Linked DNA regions of Mus musculus: region 2 is linked to region 1. A link is a contact called in public Micro-C data. All regions are on one chromosome and are shown on one strand. The core of a region is the stretch at or near the end of the contact, and the rest is flanking DNA. Distances in the headings are between cores, read along the strand shown. Region 1 has its middle 18 kb from the start of Gm33669. Region 2 has its middle 28 kb from the start of Fbxo28.

Region 1 (3,178 bases), core at 308-2,807:
GTAAAACACTCCCTCATATACAGTAAATCAAGTCCCCTCTGACCACACTCCACTCTATTTTCTTAAGAAATGTCTCTCACTGGACCTGTGTAGCCCACAGAGTCAGCAAGACTGGCTGACCAGGACGCTCCTGCCTCTGCCTCCCCAGCACTGAGATCACAATGCTGCATCATTCTGCTTGTCAAATCTATTTATAATAGATAATAATAATAACAACAACAACAACTGACTTTCCAAAGAACCCTTAAGTTTCCACTTCAGATGACAAATTGACATTGTCATGCATAAATATAGATTGCATCACATTTGTCTGTCTGTTTCTTGTGTGTGTATGTGTGTGTGTATCAGAGTGTATGTGTGTGCATGTGTCAGTGTATATGTGTATGTATATATGTGTATGTGCATGTGTGTGTCAGTGTGTGTGTGTGTGTGTGTGATCACACCCAAGGATCACACAGGGATCACACCCGAGGCTTATGCTCCAACACTAGGGCTGATGAACCCATTTCAAAGGTCTAACACAGAGGCTCTCAACCTGTGGGTTGTGACTCCCTGGTGGGAGGGCTCGAATGATCCTTGTACAAGGGTTACCTAAGAACCCTGGAAAACACAGATTTACGTACTTTTTGCCTGGGACCCCTGCTCCGCCCTGCACAAGCTCTTCATCCATCAACCCAGCCCACACATTGAACACCCCTTTCCTCCTGCTAGAAGAAAACTCCAGGGTAACAGGTCATTACTCCTCATCGCAGTGTTCAGACAACCCACCCAAGAGTGCCCACCCAAGGGCTCAGTTTTTGATCATATATAGGCATAATCCCAGCCCCTAACTGACAGGCCATCACTCCTTACCTAAGTTCTATAAAACCCCCTTGCTTTATACGGGATGCGTGACTCCATTGCCCTTCTGTGAAGTCAGTGAATCCTCCTGAGAGCTGCCTCCTAATAAACCTGCCTTTATCTACTTTTAATCTGGTCTAATCTAGCCTATACTGCATCACTGAGGAAGAGAGAAAGGAATTCAATTACGATTCATAGCAGTAGCAAAGTTACAGTTATGAAGTAGCAACAAAAATGGTTTTGTGGGGCTGACAAGATGGCTCAGCAGTTAACACTGACTGCTCTTCTGAAAGTCCTGAGTTCAATTACCAGCAACCACATGGTGGCTCACAACCATCTGTAAAGGAATCTGATTCCCTTTTCTGGTGTGCGTACACACACACACACACACACACACACACACACACACACACACACTTGTATGGTTGGGGGTCACTACGACATGAGGAAGAGTATTATAGGGTCACAGCATTACAAAGGTTGAGAAGCACGGCTCTAGAAGGTGTGAACCCAGCTAGCCTGCCTCTCCTTACAGCCATTCCTTGTAACGCTGGGTTGTTTGGCAGAAAGCAGGGCTGGGGTGTGGCCTTAGTATTGTTTGGACCTGAGTTTGACCTCACATCCTGAAGCAAGTGGCAGTTGCTGCCCAGCACGGGAGCAGGAAGTGGGTGGGGCTTGCTCCACATGGTGGTTCTTGAGAGAAGAAACAGAAGTCATAACCTCTGCGGTTTGGTTTGTGTTGCAATACGAGCATCAGGAAGCTGCTCTTACAGAGCCTGATGTGTAAAGTTAAGGGCAGATAGAGCCCTGACTGGTGGAGGGGAGGCCCTCCATCCTCCATAGGAACTGTCCAGGCCCTGATAGCTGGAAAAACCATTAAATTTCAGGAAATTTCCCCCAAACATAACTCGGTCCTTAAAACGGAACAGTCAGCCGGGCGTGGTGGTGCACGCCTTTAATCCCAGCACTCGGGAGGCAGAGGCAGGTGGATTTCTGAGTTTGAGGCCAGCCTGGTCTACAGAGTGAGTTCCAGGACAGCCAGGGCTATACAGAGAAACCCTGTCTCGAAAAAAAAACAAAAACAAAACAAACCAAAACAAAACAGGAACAGTCAGAGAATATTTGCAACAATGTAATTTGATCAGCCAGGCCTGATCCCAGCACTTGAGAGGCTGCCTCAAGAGGATTGCTGTGAGTTTGGGACCAACCTGCCTACAACTTGAAATCCTGTCTCAAAAACAAACCACAACAAAAAAGAAAAACCAAAACTACAAAGAACAACAAAACAAATGACACTTGGTTACCCCCCCCCCCCAGGGTCTCACATAGTCTAGGCCAACCTTGAATGACCTTGGATTTCCAATCCTCCTGCCTCCACCTCAGAGGGTTGAGATTACAGGTGTGACTGATCATACTTGGTTTATTCTCTGCTGATGATCTGAGCCCAGGTTCTGTGATTGCAAGATACAGACTCTACCAACACAGCTATGTCCCCAACTCTAGTTAGGGTGCCTTATTCTTAAAGATAAGCAGCTTTAAGATGGGTGTGGTAGCACATGCCAGTACTTGGGAGGCGGAGGCAGGAGGCCAGCCTGGTCTACAGAGAGAGAGTGCAGGGCATCCAGGGATACACAGAAAAACCCTGTCTCAAAAAAAAACAGAAGAAAAAACAAACAAACAAAAACAAAGCAGCCCCTCCCCCCAGGGGTTTACCTTGACTGAAAAACAGCACCCATCAGTAGTGTTACCCAATTTGGGGTTCACAGCTTGTGTACCAACAAAACAGGTTCAGCTAGCCTCTCTCCATAAGACAACTAAAAGAGCCAGACTCACAGTAAAATGTAGAAAAAAAGAGATGTGACCACGTTGAGAAGGACAAAGATGGACTCCCTCTCCCATGTCCATCTTGGGGTCCTGCTTAAAAAGAAGGCAAGGTTCTGCCTAAGTCATCAGTAAGGCATAGTCCTGCCCACCACCAGCTCTGCGTAAACTTCAATACTGTCATGAAAGGTGACCACTTGGGTTGGTCGCTTTCCCCTCTCCCAGCATGACATTCCCAAGGAGGAGAGCTTCCTATCTTTGAGGTCCATGGTTTCCAGAGTTTCTGTAGGACATCTTCATCACTGTTGTGTCAGTTACACTGTGGGGATGGAAGGGGAGAGACACAGACATGATGGGTGTTCTATCTGCCCCTTCTCTGGGTCTCAGGGCAGTTGGCAAGTAGGGAGCCCTGACTCTTGTCCACATTCTAACCCCTTTGTCTGCATCTATGGACCGATTGGTTTTGAAAATCCACCCAGCAATCTGGGAGAGATGGGAGTTGCCATCTGAAGGACTT
Region 2 (3,709 bases), core at 1,091-3,590, 510 kb after region 1:
CTACGATCCATCTGGAAAGGGTATGGGTTGGTAACTAGAAAGCTCCCCCTGTCCCTGGAAGGTTAGTGGTTGAATGAAGTAACTTCTAAGCTATTTTCTGGCTCTGAGTAGGATCTAGAAGCACTTTCCCTCATTTTAGAGAGAAATCAGAAGCCATCCAATCAGTGCCCAGGGAAGTCCTCCAACCAAACCTTCTGATCCCAGTGGAACATTCCTTTTGGTCCATACTGGTAACTTTTTATTGTCCAAAATGCCCTTCTTATCTCAGACACCTAACACATTTGAACACCTAGAACCAGAACACAGACCATGGAGACGCATGCAATTGCGCATTCTGGGTGTTTCCTAGAATTTATGCCCTTCTTGTAGCTTCTAAGCACTCGGGTCTTAGAGGAACAGTGAGCTTATTGTCCTTGTGGCTTACGTGGTACTGTTGGCACAGCAACAGGTAACTATATAATCCTGCCTTGGGAGTAAGCACACTTTTTTAAGGAATGTGCTCTACATGTAAGTCCTGAGATGATCACCTTTTAGAGTCCAAATGGCACCTACAATTGATGAAGCGCACATATGTAATGAGGACATGTAAGGCTTACAGGAAGCCTTACGTCCTTGGTAAGCATGCTCACTGAACCTTGGGCTGTCTCTCCTCTTTAATCATGAACTCTGGGTCTGGCTCTTTCAAACTGACAATGTCTCCATTGTCTCCACATTGTAAGGACTGGCCTGATCCAGGAGTCTAAAAGTGAAGGTAATAATTGAGCAGAAGGCGAGCCGTGTACGTGCACAGCAAAGGTCCAGGCATGCGCTGCTGCTGGAGCTTGAGACTGAGCCAGGTATTGTAGAGAAGCCACAGGCAAAAAGTTCTGATCCAAGCAGCCAGGTCCAGACATCTAGCAGCACATGGCTATGAGTCTGGAAATCATTTGACTCTGTGGTTATCTGTTCAGAGAAGAGGTCAGATTCTAGGTGGGGTCTGCTGACTTAGTCAGAAAATAGGTCTGAAAGAATGCTGCACTTCCTCTCAATTAAGCAGGAAAATGCAGTGTGGTGACCTCATAATTCACGATTCTCCTGCCCCAAACACCAGTTCATCCATCCCCTTACACTCCTGCGGGGAAGGCAGTTCAGTGGAGGCATAGGAAGAGGGCAGTTACGATAGTAGATTCTCACGCTTCAGTTTCAGGTCTTGATGTGTAAAAGTTGAAACAACCTGTCCTGTTGGACCATCAGAAAGAAGCCAGGCTCTCTAATGACCAGGTCCAGCCCCACCGGCTCCCTTTCATCTGCTTGCAAGTAAAAGCAGACGACCAGTGTCTTCTGGCTGGACACTGGTCAGGAGGGTATCGTTTTCCTTTGCATGACTAAATGCCCATTTCTTCACAGGCAGGACGGATGTCCGCAGATGAAATGCTCTGTGAGCTGTGGCCTGGCCACTGAATCATCTGGCTTGAAACGACAGGCTGCTATTAGAGTAAACCACACAGCGCTGAAAGGTGGCCAGAGAGGAAGTGCTGCTCACCTTCTTCATAAAGCTTCTCATTTTCTTCCCTCAGACTCGGTGTATTTTTAGGCAGCATAATTATTCCTCTTGACCCAGTCAAAATAGCTCCTTTTCTTACAATTGTTTCTTGGCAGGGCTTGAGTATAATAACCGTATCCCCGGAGTCTTCCCGGATGTCTCTGAAATGAGAAAGGAGGAAATAGGTAAGGGACCCGTCTAAAAGCATGGTTGGGAAAATTTTTAAAAGGGTATTTAACTTCACTCTTCTGAGTCACAGCCTCTCTTAGAGTCTGAACTAGCTCAGAAATTGACTTTTAAAATCTCTGTCTTTGTCTGTCTGTCTCTCTGTTTGTCTGTCTGCCTCTCTCTCACGCGGTCTCCGTTATTGGAGATTGGACACAGGGCTTTCTGCATCTTAGACAAATGCTCTTCTACTGAGCTGTACCTCTAACCCCTGAACTGCTTTTCTTGGAGATGCCTGTAGAAGAAGTCCTACCAAGCCAGTGCCATAGGCAAGCACTTAGAAATCGGGTTTCTGGTATGCTCGTCCTACTTCCTTCTAGGAAGAATTGAGAAACAGCAGTGACCCCGAGAGCCCTTGTGGTTTTATGTATTCCGCAGGAAAACACACCAGTCACACTTTCTGTTGGCCTCATCTTCAGATCAGAAGTACACTATTGGGAAGTAGGGGATCAATTTGTTGTTCAGGCTGGCCTCAAACCCTGGGTCAAGCAATCCTCCTGCCTCCAAAGCTGGGCTTGCAGGTATGCATCTCTGTGCCAGCTGGTCATGCAGTTCTAAAGCCAATTCTAGGAGACGTGGAAGGCTGTGTTTGGCAATTACAGAGGAAGCTGGAGGCAGAGAGCTCTCTATTAGGTCATGCTGCTTTTCAGAAAAAGCTGATATTTCCTCTCCCGGTAAAGATGTATCCAGGTTGTGGTTTTTGTGGGCAGAGAAGAGTTCCCGGAGCACCCACAGCCTTTCCTTTAATCCACATGCTCAGAATCTGACCTGTGAAGCTGGTGGCGAGCTATAGGGCCTGACACAGGCAATTGCAGGAGGTTCATACCTGAATTCAAAAGACATTAGGTAAAAACAAACAAACAAGAAAACTCCTCTAAAACTGACTGCGTCTCTTTGGTTCGTACTTCAAGATGATGTAATGGTGATGTCAGAAGGGGTCTGTACCATGTGTAGCTGTATGAATTATACCCAACATTTTCTCTAGGGAAAAGGCTAGTAGACAGTTTTGCATAAGCTGGGATGTACCTTGGTGGTAGCTAGAGCACTTGCCTAGCTCTGCATTTGATAGAGGTGAGTGTGGGAGGATAGATGGATGGATAGATGGACAGACGGATGGGTGGATGGATGGATGGATGGATGGATGGATGAATACATGAATGAAAATACAGCAGGTTCCCAAGCCACCAGGGACATTTTCAAAGCCAGCATCTCCTGTGCTGTCCCAGACTGATCTGAACTTATATTACTGTGTGCCTCGTGCAGTTCATAACAAGGGGAGCAGGAACTGAACTCATGAAGCCAGGAAGGTCTGAGCATGCCTACTCCAGTATAGACTTGCTGCTGCTCCTTGAGGACTGAAGAAAAACTATCTTCTGGCAGAGGCCAGGGAGGATTGGAAGTCCTGAAAGACTGTGGAGGAATCCTTTATCTGCTGCCTGCGTGGGGGTGGGGAGGGGTTCAGCAATTTGCTCAGGATGCAGCTTCTTTTCTCACCCAGCCCTCAGGAACCTGCTGGGGTGTGTGTGTGTGTGTGTGTGTGTGTGTGTGTGGCATGTGTGTGTGTGGCATGTCGGGGCCACCTGAACAGCGACAACACACTCACAATTAGTTGTCACCGTGAGTTCTGGCAGAAGGCACTCGGTGTCCTCTCTCCTTCCTCTTTCTTTGCTTTGATTTTTGTAACTCAGGCTGGACTTAAACATGCTGCAATGCTCCTGCCTCAGCCACCCAGGTACTGGGATTATAGGTCTGAGCCGCCACACCTGGCACACTGGTTCTGTCTCATGTCCTCATCAGTGGGCTTTTTCAGCCACTCCCATTTTGCACTGTATGCGTCAAGGTTCACTAATCTCTTTGTCTGAGTTCGAGTCTGCCCAGCACATTATATCGGCCCTAAAGAAGCCCCGCCCTGTGTTTGTTGTTAGCGTCATAACTTACTACTCAGAACATCAGACAGGCTCC

What was found. A called contact is a pair of places that touch in the nucleus more often than the background predicts.
Region 2: a Micro-C map of the G1E-ER4 cell line shows a contact between it and region 1. The contact joins two enhancer-like sites. A contact is called at or near these places in 1 of 484 Hi-C or Micro-C datasets (the G1E-ER4 cell line), 1 of 115 datasets of contacts at active chromatin or transcription factors (embryonic stem cells) and 1 of 9 other capture datasets (embryonic stem cells).

Annotation. Positions count from the first base shown.
Region 1 is chr1:181,859,339-181,862,516 of GRCm38.p6, forward strand. No RefSeq gene overlaps it. Among named protein-coding and RNA genes, the nearest start is that of Gm33669, 18 kb to the right of the region's middle. Within about 2 kb of position 1,558, at least 164 of the 459 cell types and tissues checked have an H3K27ac peak or open chromatin away from gene starts, as enhancers often do. A contact at or near this core is called in the G1E-ER4 cell line, where this site is marked.
Region 2 is chr1:182,367,546-182,371,254 of GRCm38.p6, forward strand. No RefSeq gene overlaps it. Among named protein-coding and RNA genes, the nearest start is that of Fbxo28, 28 kb to the left of the region's middle. Within about 2 kb of position 2,341, at least 88 of the 459 cell types and tissues checked have an H3K27ac peak or open chromatin away from gene starts, as enhancers often do. A contact at or near this core is called in the G1E-ER4 cell line, where this site is marked.